Linked DNA regions of Bos taurus: region 1 is linked to region 2. A link is a contact called in public Hi-C data. All regions are on one chromosome and are shown on one strand. The core of a region is the stretch at or near the end of the contact, and the rest is flanking DNA. Distances in the headings are between cores, read along the strand shown. Region 1 overlaps PALM2 (paralemmin 2). Region 2 overlaps PALM2 (paralemmin 2).

Region 1 (5,804 bases), core at 1,139-3,638, 240 kb after region 2:
TGGGTCTTTTTACTGCCAAGTTTTGGTCTGAATCTACTGGCACAGCTTGTACATGAGATATGGGATGTGTAGAAAGATACCACGCAGGGGGAACACAGAAAGAAGGACGTAAGCTCCCTGAAATCACCCACAGACACCAGGGAGCTGACCGCAGTCATTGCTCGCCTGCTCTGTATAGATGTTATTTCTCTAGGCAGGAGTCCCCAACCTCTGGGATCTAATGACTGATGATGATCTGAGATGGAGTTGATGTAATAATAATAATAGAAATAAAGTGCACAATAAATGTAATGCACTTGGATCATCCTGAAACCATCCCCCCATCCCGACCCTGGTCCATGGAAAAATTGTCTTCTGTGAAGCTAGTTCCTGGTACCAAAAAGGTCAGGGATCGCTGCAGAGACCTGTGATGAGGCTGACCCTTCAGTGTCAGCTCAGGGCAGTCCTTGTAAGTGGTACCCAGTGCTCAGAAGGCTCAGTATGTTTCGGCTGCTACCAAGCCCATGTGTACAGTGTGTCAGGAAAGAGTCTTTTAAAATGACAGTTAAAAACCACACGGCTACCCTGCTACCCTCAGCTCCAAGAACTTTGCATGTGACGTGCCCATCAGCCGCGAAGAAAGTCGTCTGCTCTGTGGTTTCTTTCTCTAGTAAGAGACTTCAGAGCCCTTGTGCCCCACAGCCTGCACAGCCAGGAGCCTGGGGATCAGCCTCAGGGGTCCATGTCAACCTCAGAGTCTGCTGGCTTCTGTCTCTTAGCATTTATTGAGGTAACCACCTCCTCCCCTGAAATAGCTCAGGTCGGTTGAGGATATGCCCCAGTTGACCCAGGACAGTCCTGGTTTCTGCCTCTTATCCTCGTGTAATTATTAATAGCATCCCCTTTCCCTCTTAAAAGTGCCCCAGTTTGGATGATAAATTCTCTGCTCACCTTAAACTTGAACACGACGGGGCTTACAGTAGGAGTTCCATGCTGATTAACTGCCTTGCATATTCTAGTTGGCTGAGTGAAAGGATACTGAACATTTTAGTGGTAAAGAAAGTGAATGTGCCTGTGGCAGCCGAATGACCCACTTGGTGTCTCTCAGCCTCTTACCTGGGCTTGTACCTCAGTTGCTTGGAAAGCTAACCCAGCTCCTCTGGTGGGCTGGAGTATTTCTGGGCTGTTTCCTGTATTGTACAGTGGGATGGGCCTGGCCCTTGATGGCTGCTGCTGAGGTTTCCACCACTGGGGCTCCTTCTCTGAGCCTGTAAGACCCTTTCTGTCCTCCTTTGAGCCTTTCTTAAAATTATGGAGTTAACCTTTAGGTATTTTCTGGAGCCTGTGACCATCTTGAAGCTTGGGGCTGTATGTACAATTTCACACTGTATATCGGCAACCTTGGTGGAAGTTGGCTGGGATGTGGGGATACGGAGGAACTAATGGATTACTTTGCATGTGACCCAGACGAGTGATTTTGAAGCACCCCCTCTGTATCTCTTGTGCATGCCTTTTGTGTTGAAGGGCAGGTGTCAGGGGAAAACGCCATACCTGGAAGTAAAGAGCCTGCTCGCACTCATGTCATAGGCAGAGATGAACAGACTCTGATACTTAGGCAGCCACCTGACGTATTCGACTCAGGTTGGATTTCCCCCTTTGCATGAAGGAAGCTGCTTGGAATCAGCCTTTTAATACTGATTGCCCTTTACTTACACACTCCTGTCTCTGTTTTATTTTTTTTTCAAGTATATCAACATTTTAGATAAGGAAGAAACCTACTAAGCAAACTGTTCATATTCCCAGATCTCAAAGTCAAGGCCAAGTGTTCTGCACTGTTGTTGATACTGCAAGAGAACCAAGTTTTTCGCTGTTGAAAGTTCTTAGGGATAGAAAAAAAATCTATCCAACCTACTGTATCTCTTTTTAAGAGACCCAAATCTGGAAGAAACAAAAGAACAGTATATTACAGTTCTTTTGAAAGAACTGTAGTATACTGTTCTAAAGCAAATGAATGATCATCAGTGAGACTTCATCTCAGAGCCACCTGTTAACCTGTCTTAGTCCTTTTGATTCAGGGAATCTTTCTATTGTGTCACCATCAATCACTGCAGAATATGTTGAAGTTTACCTGTAGGAATGAACAAGCCTTCATCTCTTTTCCTAGCTGATCTGTGGCCTTTCTTTAATTGTCTTTCATACCAAAATATTAACCATAGGGAGCAGATGGATGGCTTGAAGGCTGAATTTTGTCACTGGCTTCCCTGCCCCAGAAGCTGGTAATTCTGTTCTTGCTCCATCCACATACATGATCCTCAGGGTAAGATGTGGCTTCTTAGCTCCTCCAGCTTCTATCATCCTAAGTCATCTGGGTCCATTGTGACTCAGCACTTGGGCCTGCCACCATTTCTTCCCCAAAGCCACTCGGCAGCTATGAGTCACTCACGTGTGATCAGGACCCAACCACAAGTGTTCACCCTTAGGAAGTGGCAAGTTCTTTCTGAACTGAATGAAGAGAATTCTTACATACTCTACTTCCCAAGGAGAAGGCAGGCTTAAAACCAAGACTGGGATGTGTGCGTAGTGATGCGCTGGGTACAGTGATGTTAATGAGGATGGGAGGAGAGAAGAAAGAGAAGACAAATGTAGCTGTGCCTGCAGTTTGCATGAGTAGTTTTTGCCAACTTATCTGGGGGAAAACCACTGATCCTTACCATCAAAACAGGTATAGCATCCCTCCACCCCAGAGTAGCACTGGCATCTGGAGACCTGTCCCTAGTTCAGGACCTTCCATTTCCCCACTTGATAAAATATCATATGTGGGATGGGAGGGAAGACTCTGGCTCAAGGAGTCCCTGGCAGGCAGTGGCATGAGGCAGCTCTTCATACTCTTCAGCTAGCCTCTCTCCTCCTCAAACCAAAGTGAGGGCTCAGAGAATAACAGAAGGTGAAATATGAAATCATGAATCTCTCTTTCTGGGAACATCTGCCCAGGAGTTGATGTGAAAGTCATCTGTGGATGTTTTGCTTCATTTTGCAGTTGGGGATGAAGTCAGTGACAAGGAACCAGGAAAACAATCCCTTTTCTGAAAAAGTGACCCCCAAATGGCCATCCTTGTTCCCCAGCTCAGACCTGGGGCACAGTAATGCTTCAGTAGCAACGGTCTTCATCCACCTGGGCTGGGGCCTTCTGCTTGGCGTGGTCACTGATGAGTGCCACCATGCTTGAGGTTCAGCCAGGCTCTACCTCTTAGTACCCCCTTGGCTAATTTAGGGGTAGGAGGATTGCTAACCCCAACCCTACGCACTTACCCTGGGCTGTTTACCGGGCTGTTTACCAGCCTTTAAGGACTCTTGTGAGAATTAGGAAAAGGCACGCTTTTCTAAAACTCTGTGAGGGTGCAGTCCTGAGTCGGCTGTGCAGCTGGGGAGGAGACCGGGGCACTGAGCTCAACCTCATCCATCCCCCACCTGGTGTTTTTGTGCAGAGCAGCCGTCCTGCTCGCAGTATAGGTTTCTCTAATCCGGAAATGTTATCTTACATGGAAATGTCCCCTTATCTGGGCCTGATGCTGTCTCTGGTCAGTCATGCAACTCATAAGGTCCTAATGAATCATAATTTCCTGTAGGGTTTCTTGGTACCTTGCAAAGGAAGGATATTGAGGCAACACTGTTTTTCTGGCCAGTTTTTCCTCCAACCTGACCTAGTCTCAGAAGGCAATGAGTTCTTGAATCAGGAGTGCTCTTGAACTTGTTTGGTAGACTTGCTTTCCCTTTCTCAATGGAAGGGGTGCTGTGCTGAGTCCAAAGTACAGCCTCCTGGGCTTTTAGCCCCATCCTCAGGCCTCGCACTGAATCTACCCTTGGTGGGTTTTCCTGTGTTCTCTTTCTTTCTCCTTTGCCCCCAAGGTAGTTATGAGAGGGCTTTCAGCCTTTCCTGCCTGTCTTGGAATAAGAGAAGGCCTTTTCGATTCCTGGGTTAAACCAAGGTCTCTTTGATTCCTGGGTTAATTCCTGGGCTAGAAGTCACTACTTTTCCAAGAATTCCTGACACACACTTCCTTCCAGACCAAGACATCTTTGACGAATTCTCGCTGAACTGTCCCTGGGTGGGCGGAGGAAGCTTGTCTGCCTCCAGTGCCCCTACGCTGCAGGCTGAGAGTTCAGTCACCCTCAGTGATGCTTCATTCCCCTAGTTCTCACACACACCCTAGGAACATGCAGGGGAGGGGAACACTCCACATTCATCAGCCCCTGGTCATCAGTCTGATCATGATGCAACATGTTTTCCAAATGCAGCACCTAAGAAGCAGTCGGTGATCACAGTCATATGATCCCCCATCCAGCCTGTGGTCACCCTGCCAGAAACCAGTTAGTGCCTTCAAGGTCCCGTGTGGTATAAATGTAAGGTCAGGACCACAAGTCTGAAGGGAGCTGTCAGAAGTCGGTCCTTCTAACTCATCACCCACAGCCAGGACATTTTTTCGCTGAGCTTTCTTTACAGTGACTTTTAGTTTCCTAGAGGAACTAAAGGATCATTCTAGTTCCGACATAATTACCCCATTCTCAGGAACCTATCTAAGCCCCCCAAGGTAGAGATGAAGCAGGCTACTTGCTGTCTCATGGCAGTGCCATCCTTAGATCAGGTTCAGAGAATCTGCCTCCACAAAGCTTGCATTCAAACCATTCTTTGTCTGTGGTTAGGGTCTTCTTTTCATGAGACAACAGATGACAAGACTACTTTGGGCTCAGAGAGGCCTACAGGAAGAGGAAAGGGCTGTTTGTCTACAGATGACTACAGATTCTAACAAGTCCAACATGACCCTTAAAGATCTTGCTGGGGGGTAGCTGGTTGCATAAACAACAGGGGAAAGAATCTTGTTAATTCAGATCATAGCAAATGGAAGTGACAAATCTTGAATTAACAAAGTCTGGCTTATCTGATATTTTTATGAAGAAATAATAGGGTATCTGCTTGCTACAAAAGATACACTTTTTAATAAACTGATATCAGATGAAGCAAGCCTTGGTGTGGGTGTGTCCTGGTCTCCTGACGTCACTTCCCCTCCTGTCCCCCCCACCCCCGCCCCCACCCTCCTCGTGCTGGTCCCCAGCTGAGGGGTGTTCCCCATGTCTCTGCCATTTACTAACCCTGGTTTTTCCCTCTCTGCCAGTACACCTCTAAGTTACTGTCTTGCAAGGTGACTTCCGAGGTACTTTTCCACTTGTTTGTCTTGGTCTTCCTGCATGCCCGACCCAAGTGCATGCTGTCGTGGTTTGCCGTTTCCTGATGGTTTTTTTTTTCCTCCCTTCCTTTTCTGAATGGGATGATTGCCTTGAAATGTTGGCATCTATGCAACAGTGGTATATGAGACTGTGCTTTGCTGTGCTGTGTGCTGGGCTGGACAAGACCTTGCCATGCTCATGGATCTGGAAGATGTTTGGACTAGAGGGCACAACCAATGGGCTATTTGGATTTTTGTTTGTTGTTTTAGAAGCTGATAACAAATCTGCTCTGGTCTGGTTAGAAAATCATGTAGCTCAAGTGGACGGGGGCTGTTGGGTTGGATCAGTCCTTGGTTTGGCTTAACACAAACCCAGAGAGCTCCACGCCATCGCTTTAGGATAACTTATTCCAACTGTGAACCAATCCAGTTCCCCCTCCCTGCCATCTTTAAACCTGTGTTTTTGTTTTGGACGCTCCTGCAAGCATTATATTTCCCCCAAAGCCTCGACCCTACAACTTCCTTCTACACAAATTTCTCAAACCTGTAGTATGAAAAAGCACATTTTAAAATGTTTTCCATTTTTTCCACATATATATTGAC
Region 2 (5,857 bases), core at 892-3,391:
ATTTTTAACGGGAGGATAATTACTTTACAATATTGTGATGATTTCTGCCATACATCAATATGAATCAGCATAGGTATACATGCTGTGCTTAGTCACTCAGTCGTGTCCAACTCTTTGTGATCCCATGGACTGTAGCCCACCAGACTCCTCTGTCCATGGGGATGCTCCAGACAAGAATACTGGAGTGGGTTGCCATGCCCTTCTCCAGGGGATCTTCCCAACGAAGGGATCGAACTCAAGTCTCCTGCATTGCAGGCGGATTGTTTACCAGCTGAGCTACCCGAGAAGCACATAGGTATACATACATAAAGACAAAATGTCTCTATTGTAGGTTTCAGGTGGAAAAATAACAGGGATATACTAGAAGGACTCTGTGAACGTGCCAAGGAAACACCGATAGTACGGGGCCACGATGTGCCGACAGCCCCTACAGGACACTCCAGGAGGACTCGGTGCTTGGTGCTGACTCGGCCTCTCCACTGTAGGGGAGAGGGGAGCCTCAGCATTTGCCCAGAAGCCGTGATGATTATTAGTCTGTAACTCTAAGTCCTTTCCGGCTGCTGGGTATTGGGTGGGAGGGCAGTACACAGCTCATCAGGCCCAGGGCTGGTTTTCCTTGTAGAACTCATTGATTTGAGACCATCTCAGTTATTGGAACACTTTTAATTAGGGCCTCAAGACATGGGGTTCAAACTCATGCCTTGGCTGTCACTTTACCTTGGACCATCAAAGCGGGTACAGATGGCTGCTGCTGTGTTGCTCCCTTATCCCAAGAAGATGTCCCTCCCTTGCTTCCCCTGTAGTTCGGCTGGTAAAGAATCCACCTGCAATGTGGGAGACCTGGGTTCGATGCCTGGATTGGGAAGATCCCCTGGAGAAGGGAAAGGCTACCCACTCCAGTATTCTGGCCTAGAGAATTACAGTCCATGGGGTTGCAAAGAGTCACACACGACTGAGCAACTTTCGCTTTCACTAGTACCGCTAACAGTCAGGCGGTTGCCGGAAAGTACCAGAGAGGGAGGTGGGCAAGAAGGGAAGCCCAGGCTCTTGCTAACCTCTCGTAGACTCTAGGCCCCAGGCTCCCTCAGCCACTTTGGCTCGTAGTCTCAGAGTTGAATGTTGCTCCTTTTTTTTTTTCAGCCCAGCCTGTGGGGCCTGCACTCATGCAGAAAGGTTGACTTAAGACATCCTCAGTGTCATTATAGCATCAGTATCAATCAGTGGAACCCTTTTTCGCTTCCCATAGCAGTCCATGCCAAGTACAGCCTTCTCATCTCTCGCCTGGATTAATCCTTGTTGGTCTTTCTGTTTTCATTCTGTCCCTCTGCCCTCCATCCACTTCTGTCCTTCACACAGCTGCCGGTGTGGTCCTTCTGGAACATGGCTGATAGGATCACTCCCTTGAAACAGACCAATAAGAAAATGGTTTCCTGTTGTCTTTAGGACCGAATCTAAACTCCTGAGTCTGGCATTTGAGAGCTGTCGCATCTGAACCCTCCTCTCCCCATCACTGGCTCCCCGTCATGAACACACTCGGAAGAGTCTGGCCCTACAGAGATGCTTACACCTCCTTGCCCATTTCTGCCTCAGAGCATCTGTGTCCATGCTGTCGCCTTGGCCCATCATTCCCTCTAAAGACCTCTCTACCTTGATCATTTTTTCCTCATCCTTCTAGAGCCTACTGAAATGTCCCAAACTCCTGGAATCCTGTCCCTCCTGCTCCTTGACCAGGGTTAGTCAAGCTCTCTTCTTTGCATCCCCAACAAGCCCTGGCCAGGCCCCCTTAGAGCTCCACAGAGAGCTATTTGGTAAATGTTTATACACCTGCCTTCTCCATCAGATGATAAAGTTCTCAAAGGAAGAGACTGGGAAGCTACCGCTGTACTAGTTCAACACATGCTTGAAGCAGTCAGTGAAAGACCCAGTCTAGTTCAGCATCTCTCGGTAAGCCACAGAGACCCAAACACTGTGGTGTCCTCTGAATACCACCTGGGCCAGAAACTGCCCCTCTTTTCTTTGTAGGCATCTTCCTCCCAGCCAAGTACCTGATCTCTGAGCCTCATATATACCTCAACCCAAAGCCACCAGTGTGGCCCTGGGCTCCGGAGAGGAAGGGGCAGGGCCCCATGGTTGTGCCTCTGAGAACAGGCCATCGAACAATGGCAGGAAGTGTCCAAGTAGGAAACAATCAGCCAGGCACAGCCCAAGTGGAGGAGCTTCCTGATTGGCTTGATTTGTTCTGAGCAGGAACTCTTAGAATAACTTTGGAATTATCCCAGTGGGATAACAAATTTCTCCACGGAGGAGGAGCTGTCACCTGGTAATGTCAAGCATGGAAAACACGATTGGAAAAAAACAAAGCCTAAAAGAAAGATCCCTTTAGGAAGATCCATTTGAGTTTAGCAGGCTACTCCCCCACCTCTCAGCTCCTGCCAGGACATCCCAGGGCAGTCTCCTCTGGAGTCTCCTCTCTGGGCACAGTTGTGCAGACACCTATGCCTTCCGGATGGAGACCATTCTCCCTCTAGAGCTCAAAGGCCAGAGGCGCTGCTGTCCTTGGGTGCCCTGTTGGCAGCTCATGGAAGCTCAAGTTGTCAGTGGCCGCAGGCGGTAATGCCCCCTCTCAGAACCACATTCCTGTGGGAGACAGTGATTGAGAACCGGCTGTGCACAGCATTGCAGGCGCTGCAAGGGGGGTGTAGCGAGACACCAGCTGCTGTTTCTACTCTCACAGCACAGTGATGGCCAAACTGCATTCTGCGCTGTGGAAAGGCCACCCCAGGCAGGGATGGGGTGAGAGGAGGTGGAGGGGCTCCCCGTCAGCTCACGCCCCAACCAGGGCAGCTCTCCCTGATCAAATTGTTGGAAAATAAAATTCTAGCAAAAAGAGGAAACCCAAAATGTTTGGGAGTAAGGGTGGTTTCATTTGCTTTTGGAAGGAGGAAGCACAGGGTAACAGTTAGTATCCTAGGCTCCACAATATAGTAACCATAATGGAAAAGAATTGGAAAAAAAAAAGAGCATATATACATATATTAATATATAGGGCTTCCCAGGTGGCACTAGTGGTAAAGAATCTGCCTGCCAATGCAGGAGACACAACAGACACAGGTTCGACCCCTGGGTTGGGAAGATCCCCTGGAGTAGGAAATGGCAACCTGCTCCAGTATTCTTGCCTGGAAAATCCCATGGACAAAGGATCCTGGCGGGCTACAATCCATGGAGCCGCAGAGAGTCAGACAAGCCTGACTGTGCGCACACACACAGACACGTGTATCTGAATTGCTTTGCTAATTCACTGGAAACTAACACAGTAGAGTAAATCAGTTATACTTCCATTTTAGAAAAAGGAAAAAAGAAAACCCCTAGGCTCCAGCAGGGGCAGGCCTGGGTTTGGACTCCAGCTCTGCCTTCTGTTGGTGGCTGATCACAAGCTGCTGATCCTGTCTCAGCCTCTGGTCTGTCACCTGTCAAGTGTGGATTACGGTGGTAGTCCCTATGCAGATTTGCAGAGAATTGGATAATGCGTGCAAACCATGCAGCTCGTTGGCCCATGGTAAATGCTCACCTAATGTTAGCTATTTAACTGCTGCTCCTCTTGGACAGTAAGTAATGTTTTTCCACGGATGACTCATTAATGTACTGACTCAAGTATCTTGAAGGTGCTCTCAGCCTCTCCAGAGTAACCTCCTGTGTAGGACAACAGGCAGAAATGTGTTGATTACCCCCCAGAGTGGGCATTTATACAAGCTGTGGCTGCAGCCATGTGGATGCACACACACCCATCCAGAGGCTGATGAGAAACTCTCACTCAGCAGGAAAACTATCACAGAGTGTTGGATTTAGGCACAAACAATGAATAAATGGGGATTTGGGAGAGAGGAATGCGCCACATAAACAATTTTCACAGTCAGAGATGAAAGCCCATGTGCTTCCTGCTTGAAGGAGTGAATTCGAAGAGAATCACAGGGGGAAATGAAGTAAGTACAGAGATGGCCCCTCTTTCTGGCCTAATTTCTGCACATCTGTTTCTCCTCCACAGGAGGTTTTATTTAGGTGAGCCCCAGAGTAAATAAGAACGGTATGTTACACACACACACACACACACACACACACACACACACACACACACGGAGTCAGGTGAAATTGTTTATTTGAGATATTTGGGGAAGAGTGAAAAGTCTAGAAATCACAGCAGCTACCTTCTGTGTCATATCAGAGAAAGCGAATAAGACAAGTTTTTTTTTAAAATCAGTTCTTTGTACCAAATCCATAGTTGCCATTATTTTTAATTTTTTTTTAAGAATCATTTTTGACCAAAGGAGTTGAGCAAAAGAATCTGTCTTGAAGCTATTTCCAACTGAGGAACAATTCATGCATTCATTTATAGAGCCGATATTTCTTGAGAACTTCCACTAAACCAGGTTTCTTATTAGACACAAGCTAGCCTGATGCTTGGAGAAGGCAATGGCACCCCACTCCAGTACTCTTGCCTGGAGAGTCCCATGGACAGAGGAGCCTGGTGGGCTCCAGTCCATGGGGTCGCTGAGAGTCGGACACGACTGAGCGACTTCACTTTCACTTTTCACTTTCATGCATTGGAGGAGGAAATGGCAACCCACTCCAGTGTTCTTGCCTGGAGAATCCCAGGGACGGGGGAGCCTGGTGGGCTGCTGTCTATGGGGTCGCACAGAGTTGGACACAACTGAAGCGACTTAGCAGCAGCAGCCTGATGCTAGAAGCCATAAATTCAAGGAAAGATAAAGGAGAGACAGTTGTTATCCTCAAGAGTTTTGCAAATGGGAGTTGGGGATGGAACTCCAGATCCATAAGAAAGTGATTCAAATACAATGGCATATGACTGGTGATGGAAATATGTCTATAAGATATGGCAGCAAGCAAGCATGGGAACGGTGTCAGGGAAGACTTCCAGAAAGAGGAAATACCTAAGCAGATTAATAAGTAGTGATAACCCAGGGAACAAACTGACAGAACTTAGTGGCTTGTATACGTGTGTGGTGTTTACCAAAGAGGGGCAAGTCAGAGGTCATGGTAACATCCAGAGACTCAGACACAGAGGACAGACTTGTGTTGCCAAGGGGCAGGCAAGGTAGAGGAGGGATGGATTGGGAGCTTGGGGTTAGCAGATGCACACTACTGTATTTGAGATGGATAAGCAACACGGTCCTATTGACTAGCACAATGACACAAGGAACTATATTCAGTATTCTGTGATGAACCATAATGTAAGGAATTTGAAAAAGAATATGTGTATGTATAACTGAGTCATTCTGCTATACAGCAGAGATGAGCGCAACGCTGTAAATCAACTACACGTCAATAAACAGTTTTTGAAAAATTAAAAACGCAAGATAACATCCAGGTTTCCATCTTAAGTAGGATGGATTCATGGTGGTACCAGCAGCGGAACTAAAAAAGGCCAGATGGAGGAACAGCTCTGTGAAGAGGATAAGTTTGGCCTCACATATGTTGGATTTGAGATGCTTATGGGCCACCCAGGTGGAGACACTGAAAATGCAATTGTTATGTAGAGGCTGGAGTTAGGAGAGAGGCTGAAGGTATTGGTTGGGTAGTTATAAGTCAGTGTTTAGGTGGGAATTAAAACTCGAGGGTGGACGTGATTAGCCAAGGATAAAGTATCCAGCCAAGTGAACATTTAGTGAAGAAGTAGAAGAGGCACCTGTGTTGAGGATATGGCATCTCAGCTTCTGAAGGGGAGGAGGGGTGGTCCTCAGAGTTTTATAAAAGGAAGATGTCGGTAGGTTCACACTGAAGGGTGTCCATTAGATGTGGCAGTTAGGATGTCATGGACTTTAACAAGACCAGATTCAACAGC

The links. Hi-C and Micro-C count contacts between places; a contact is called where the count stands out from the background.
Region 1: a contact with region 2 is called in a Hi-C map of blastocyst, with 4 times the contacts expected there. A contact is called at or near these places in 4 of 11 Hi-C or Micro-C datasets (blastocyst, liver, skeletal muscle and 1 more).

The regions. Positions count from the first base shown.
Region 1 is chr8:99,707,568-99,713,371 of ARS-UCD2.0, forward strand. It overlaps PALM2 (paralemmin 2), which reads left to right. Exons shown (of 12, transcript NM_001435193.1): 11 at 5,151-5,189. Among named protein-coding and RNA genes, the nearest start is that of C8H9orf152, 42 kb to the right of the region's middle.
Region 2 is chr8:99,463,125-99,468,981 of ARS-UCD2.0, forward strand. All of the region lies in intron 3 of PALM2 (paralemmin 2), which reads left to right. Among named protein-coding and RNA genes, the nearest start is that of PALM2, 120 kb to the left of the region's middle.